Linked DNA regions of Mus musculus: region 1 is linked to region 2. The links are chromatin contacts, called in public promoter capture Hi-C maps. All regions are on one chromosome and are shown on one strand. Each heading gives the region's core, a stretch centred on a gene start, on an enhancer-like site or on the middle of the called end of the contact. The rest is flanking DNA. Distances are from core to core; before and after follow the strand shown.

Region 1 (3,088 bases), core at 205-2,704, 520 kb before region 2:
CTTTTTTCCTGCTAAAACAAGTATAAAGTTCTCTCCCCTGACAGACATTCAGACCTCTGCTTGGAATGTCTCCAAACTACTTTCCTGGCCTTACTCTCTATTGCTTCTCCATATGCTCTGGTCAACCTGGACAACTAAACCCTCCGCTCCCAGCCTCCCTCTTGTTTTCCCAAGTTTTATTCATGGTATCATTCAATCCCTGGACCTCATCTTACCACTCCTTTAAATTCTCATAGTAGCTTGTATTCTCTGTGTCAATCACTCTAACCGTTATTTGTATCCACTTGCTCATATGTTAACAATTCCCACCTAAAGACTACATAGTTTGAGAGCAATGGCTAGATTGCAGTTCCCTCTTTCTATACCAGGCAATGTAAATGATAAGCACTCTAAACACGTTTATGGAAAGAAGAGTAAAGGGGGCTGGTGGTGGAGAGATGGCTCAAGCAGTTAGAAGCACTGGCTACCCTTCTAGAGGACCAGGGTTCAATTCCCAGCACCCATATGGCAGCTCACAGCTGTCTATAACCTCAGTTTCAGGTGATTGGATACCCTCATACAGACATACATTAATTTTAAAAGGGGGGGGACTCCCCATGATGCCGTGTGCTTTTAATCCCAGCATCTGGGAGTCAGAACATCTGTCAATTCCAGGCCAGCCTAAGCTACAGAGAGTGTTCCAGGTCATGACTCCACAGTGAGACTTTGTCTTTAAAAATAAAAATAAAAAAAGGCACGTGGGGAGTGGTGCAGGGAAGTGGGGGTTAAGAAATAAAAAAAAGAGTGCTAGTAAGCCTCGTTCATCGCTTATAAGCCCCACGACCTCGCACAACAAGAGTACTAGCAAAATATTTGAGTGAAAAACAAAGATCAACGCTCCCCTGCCTCCCGTAAACCTGACTCCCCACTCTGCATCCACACCCACGATCCGGGTCTCCCTGAAGCTGCCCGTCCGTCCCGCAGCCTCCTTCACGGCTTGCTCGTTCTGCTGGGCCAAGTGAAGCAGGGCGTTTTCGATAGTCTCTGTGGTAACCACTCCGAACTGAAAGTCACTACAGTTCACCAGCCTGGGCCTCAAGGGTCCTTCCATATTCATAAGTCTTTCGGAGTACTTGGACAGTTTACGGGATCCATAAACTGGCCTCCTTAGCTTATTTCCAGAATCTTCTGCCACACCTTGGATTCTTCCTTCCCTTTCTATATGTTTGCCCTCGCTTCGAATCTGAGAAAAAACATAATGTCCACCACGGCTTCGAACGGTCAACAGCTTTTCGCGCCCCAACTGACACAGAGAGCTCAGCCAATCAGAAAGCAGGGCGCTTTTCACCTTTCCTGTCCCTCCTCTAGGGCGGAGAGACCCTGCCTCTACCCAGAAAACTCCACGTGGACTACAGCTCCCAGAGTTCCTTGCTGAAGTCAAAGACTACAATTCCTGGCGAGTTCCGGGCTTGACGGCTTAGGGCGGAGCAGCAACATGGCGGCCCCTGGAGCTGGTGACCCTCTGAATGCTAAGAATGGAAATGCTCCATTCGCTCAGCGCATCGACCCGTCGCGGGAGAAATTGACCCCAGCGCAGTTGCAGTTTATGCGGCAGGTGCAACTTGCCCAGTGGCAGAAAACACTGCCACAGCGGCGGACCCGGAACATCATGACCGGCCTGGGCATCGGGGCCCTGGTGTTAGCTATTTGTATCCGTCCTGGCTATACCGCATATGGGGTTAGGGAAAAGGGAACAAGACGTGTAGCTTTTAATGTGCGGGCAAATGAGGTTCATGCCTAATCTTACTATATATACGCAGCGCGTATTGGCTTAGTAATAACAATTGGTTAAGGGTTCAAAAGGAGCAAAAGGGTGGCAATCCAAAATCATTAATTTGGGAAAACAGCAAGGGTGGCTAGACGAAAGGAATGCCCATGTGCTTTGTGGTTTCCTGAACCCACTCCGTCAGATGGTTACACCTTCTACTCGGTGGCCCAAGAGCGTTTCCTTGATGAGCTGGAAGATGAAGCCAAAGCTGCCCGAGCCCGTGCTCTTGAGAGAGAGCGAGCTTCGGGACCCTAACTGTATGGACCATCTTCAAACTGCTGGATCCCCTGTATATGTTGAATGATGCCTGGTGGTCTTACAGCATCACTGGCACACTAACGTCGGACTGTGTGATTGAGCCCAAGAAGCCAGAGACTATGCATTTGGCCGCTGCCAAGGGGGGGATTGCTCACTTCACGTGCAGTTTGTCCAGTTACTCAGCCCTTTTTATTTCCTTGTTTGAGAGGTATGCAACCTTGCCTTTACCCAAACTTTGTGGTTTACCCCTTCACCTCCCAGGGGCCCCGACTCTTAAGGGGGAGGGTGTGGCTTAACTGCAGCGTTGGAACCTTAAAGTGGGAAAGATAGGGTCAAGTTAAAGTAATAAAATGAGTCATGTCTCCCGAAGCCAAGCTAGTGTGTGGGGGCAGAGAGACATATGGCACTTCACGCTGGAAAGCTCCCTGGCACTAGCTGCAGCGGTGGCATTGCCCCAGGGAGCTGTAAATGTTTAACTAGAATTACTTTTTCCGTGAGATCTTTCCACCTGATTTAAGGGAGAGATTACTGGACTGTTTGAGACTGACCCAGGTCTTAGGGGGTAGAAGAAGGTCACTCTTCTGTTCTCTGCCTTCAAGAACAGACTCTTAATGGCACGGGCCTTTTCCTGTCTCTAGCTTGGTAGGTGAAGGATGAGCAAGGAGTAACTTCATTCTTTTAACATTTACTGGTACCTGCCTATACAGGCCTAGGGTGGGGTCTGGAGGGGATCATGCCTTGGCCATTGGATCATTTGGTCATGTAGTTTCCTCATGACCTGGTGGCAAAAAGCCAGAAAGCTGGGCCGCTTCCATCCTGCCTTCCATTGTGAGAGGAGAATGGCTTCGAGTTCCTCACCCTTCTTGCCTGCTTCACAAGTCTTTGTCCCCCACCCCGTCCCTAAGGCATGACAGATACAGACCCACAGCCTTTCTCCTCAGTATTTTTATTGGTTGCTGTTGACTTTGGTGGCAGGAGCACAGCCCCTCCACTCTCCCAGCTGGAAGTTGGCCTTCCGCAAGC
Region 2 (2,831 bases), core at 329-2,828:
AAGTGTGCTCCACCACGCCTCCTTTATGCAAATGCTGGAGGACTGATCCCGGAGCTTCATATATATTAATTAAGCAATCACTCTATCGACTGCTACATCCTCAGCCCCCACTGTTTTATAATAGGGACCTACACAGAGAGGTCCAATACAAGGGCACAGAGTCCACCTGGCAAGGGCTGGATGTAAGGCTGCAGAAGAAGCAAGGCATCTGAGCTTTCATGAGGAGCCTCCCAGAGCATCCATAGTGTGGTCCACTGTACCGTGGTGTGTGAGCAATGCCACACTGGGAAGGAGGTGGGTAAGTTTGTGCAGCCATTGCATAGGAGCAGCAGATGTTACACCTTGTTGTATAGAATGAGAAGTCTGGGGATGGTTTTAAGCAGAGAATGGGCAAAGATTTGTCTCCTGCTCCAGCCAAAGGTGCCTATTGCAGGTTGAAGTGTGCTTCCCCCAAATTCACACGCTGCAATATTAACCCACTCCACCCCACCCCCAGCATTTAGAAAGTGACCTTGCCAATGTTGTCAGCTAAAATGAGACAGGAGCAGAGTATGGTAGACCTGTAATCCAGTATAAGTAGTGTTCTTAAAAAACAACAACAACAACGGGGTGGGGGTGGGGGGATTAGGGTACACAGGGGATTAGGAGAAACAGGAAGAACTCACGTGAACATGGAAATAAAGACCAGGGCAATGTACCCACTAGCTAAGAAATGCCACAGGTCACCAGCCAAGGGAGAAGCTAGGGGAGAGTATGGAAGAAAGAGACTCTTCTTCACAGCCTTCAGAGGAATCCAGCCCTGAGTTGACCTTGAACTCAGATTTCCAGATCCCAAAATCGTTTAAGCCAACATTCGGTGTCCCGTTGCTGTAGCAGTCCTACAACAGTAATGTAAAATCCTAAAGTAGAGACAGCAGGGCCAGCAAGATGGTTCAGTGGACAAAGATCTTGCTGTCAAGACTGAAGAACTGAGTTCCATCCTAGGGACCCACAAAGTGAGAGAACCGACTTCAGAAAGTTGGCCTCTGACCTCCATATCTGCACTACTGGAACAGAAATGTACACACACACACAAATGCAAAAATATATAAATGAAACAACCTTTTAAAAGAAAGAAAGAAAGAAAGAAAGAAAGAAAGAAAGAAAGGAAGGAAGGAAGGAAGGAAGGAAGGAAGGAAGGAAGGAAGAAAGAAAAATATCCCAATTCCAGCAGGAGGCACTGTCAACCAGACACCAGTCGCAGCGTGGGCCGCGCGGGGAAACCCGTGGGGTGGAGCTACTGGAGCAGCCAGGGAACCACGCGTAGGGGCGTGATCACCCTGAAAGAAGGGCGTGGCTACCGTTCCAGTCCCACTTCATCACCTCAAGCCTGGATGGTGGGCGTGTCTCCGAGTCTCTCCCCAAGAGACACGCGTGGGCCGCTCCCCTCTGGGAGGAGGGCCACAGAGGAGGGCTTCGGGTGTCTCTGGCGGCCCCTCCCGGTGCGGAGCCACGTGGTGGGCGCGGGCCGAGCCCTCCGGGGAAAACCTGACCCGTGGGGAGGTGGGGCGGGGTGGGGGTGGCGGCTCTCGAAGTGCTGCGGAGCAGAGCTTAGAACTAACAGGTTCAGAGCACACAGGCAGCGGCGGCGAGAGGAGGGGAGGAGGCAGGCCGGCGCATGGGGCGCCCCGGCCCCGCCGGTAGCGCGCCCCCTCCGGCCAGGCCGCGCTGAACGCAGCCCGCGCAACGCCTCGAATCCGTACCCGGGGCCATGCCGGTCATGAAGGGGTTGCTGGCCCCGCAAAACACCTTTCTGGACACCATCGCCACCCGCTTTGACGGCACGCGTGAGTTGGGCCGGCTGGGTCAAGTCTCCTTGGGACAGGGTGGGTATCTGGATGTGGTGAGATCAGAGGAGAGAGAATGGAGTGCTGGATCTCCTAAAACCGTGGCAAAGAAACGGGGTGCAGAACCCTTGAGAGTGGAGATCAAGACATGAAGCGCCGAGGGTGGAGGGGAAGGTTAGGGGGTGTGACTCAAGGCAAAAGCGGCTCTTTGTGCCACAAGACGGAGGAGGGGCCTTGGGAGCCACCCACACCAGGGCAGAGCTGAGCTGGGAGTGTGTATAGAGGTATCTGTGGTGTGGAGATGGGACAAAGTGCTCTGGTGACTGCAGCTGCCTCTGCCCCAGAAAAGAGAGAGAACAGACTTCGGCAAGACCTAACCGCATTAAGGTCACGCGCCCCCAAATCATGAGATATCTTTGTGTGAGGTGGGCGAGGCAAAGCGGGGGCAAGTACTTGAGAACGAGAAAACTCCCTGCTAGCCCACCTGAGCTGGGTTCCGAAGTTCAGCACCCTGGACAGCCGCACAGCTCCTTCCCCGCCTCTTCTCCCGCCATTCCCAACTCTGGAACCCCTAGGTCTTCCTTTGTCCCTTTTCGAAACCCTGGCCGGCATTAGGAGGGTGGGGGAGCGGTAGCCGAGGGCGGAAACCGAGCCTCCAGGGCCCTACCCCCCCCCCCAACCTCTCTTGTTTCCATAGCGCCAATCACCGAGGCAACGGGCCCTGGGATGGAAGAAGTAGGCTGTGCCCAGGACCCAGTGCTTCCTAGGAACCCTCAGTGTCCCGATCAGACACCCCATCCCCTGACAGTACCCTCTCCTAGGGTCCTTGGACTGTTTGTGCCTCCTACCTCATCAACTAAACCTATCTCTGCGTGTCCCTCCACCCCCAAACCTCTAATCCACTGAAACTAGAGGGAGCCAACTCAGGTTCTGGTGCTGGGGTGGCTGCAGCTCACACCTCAATGTCTTCTCCAGTTTGACTTTGCGCATAAGGAACAGATCCTT

The links. Capture Hi-C pulls out chosen DNA fragments and counts their contacts.
Region 1: a contact with region 2 is called in a promoter capture Hi-C map of liver, with 2.5 times the contacts expected there. The contact joins the promoter of Coa3 here to the promoter of Kcnh4 in region 2. A contact is called at or near these places in 1 of 39 promoter capture datasets (liver), 3 of 115 datasets of contacts at active chromatin or transcription factors (craniofacial prominence, forebrain and pancreatic cancer cells) and 1 of 9 other capture datasets (liver).

Annotation. Positions count from the first base shown.
Region 1 is chr11:101,277,314-101,280,401 of GRCm38.p6, reverse strand. It overlaps Coa3 (cytochrome C oxidase assembly factor 3), which reads left to right and starts at 1,454. Exons shown (of 2, transcript NM_026618.2): 1 at 1,454-1,688; 2 at 1,950-2,432. The coding sequence starts at 1,475. The coding sequence ends at 2,062. It overlaps Cntd1 (cyclin N-terminal domain containing 1), which reads right to left and starts at 1,199. Exons shown (of 7, transcript NM_026562.2): 1 at 922-1,199. The coding sequence starts at 1,096. Wnk4 (WNK lysine deficient protein kinase 4) reads right to left here. Exons shown (of 19, transcript NM_175638.3): 19 at 2,993-3,088.
Region 2 is chr11:100,758,525-100,761,355 of GRCm38.p6, reverse strand. Kcnh4 (potassium voltage-gated channel, subfamily H (eag-related), member 4) reads left to right here and starts at 1,578. Exons shown (of 17, transcript NM_001081194.2): 1 at 1,578-1,826. The coding sequence starts at 1,751.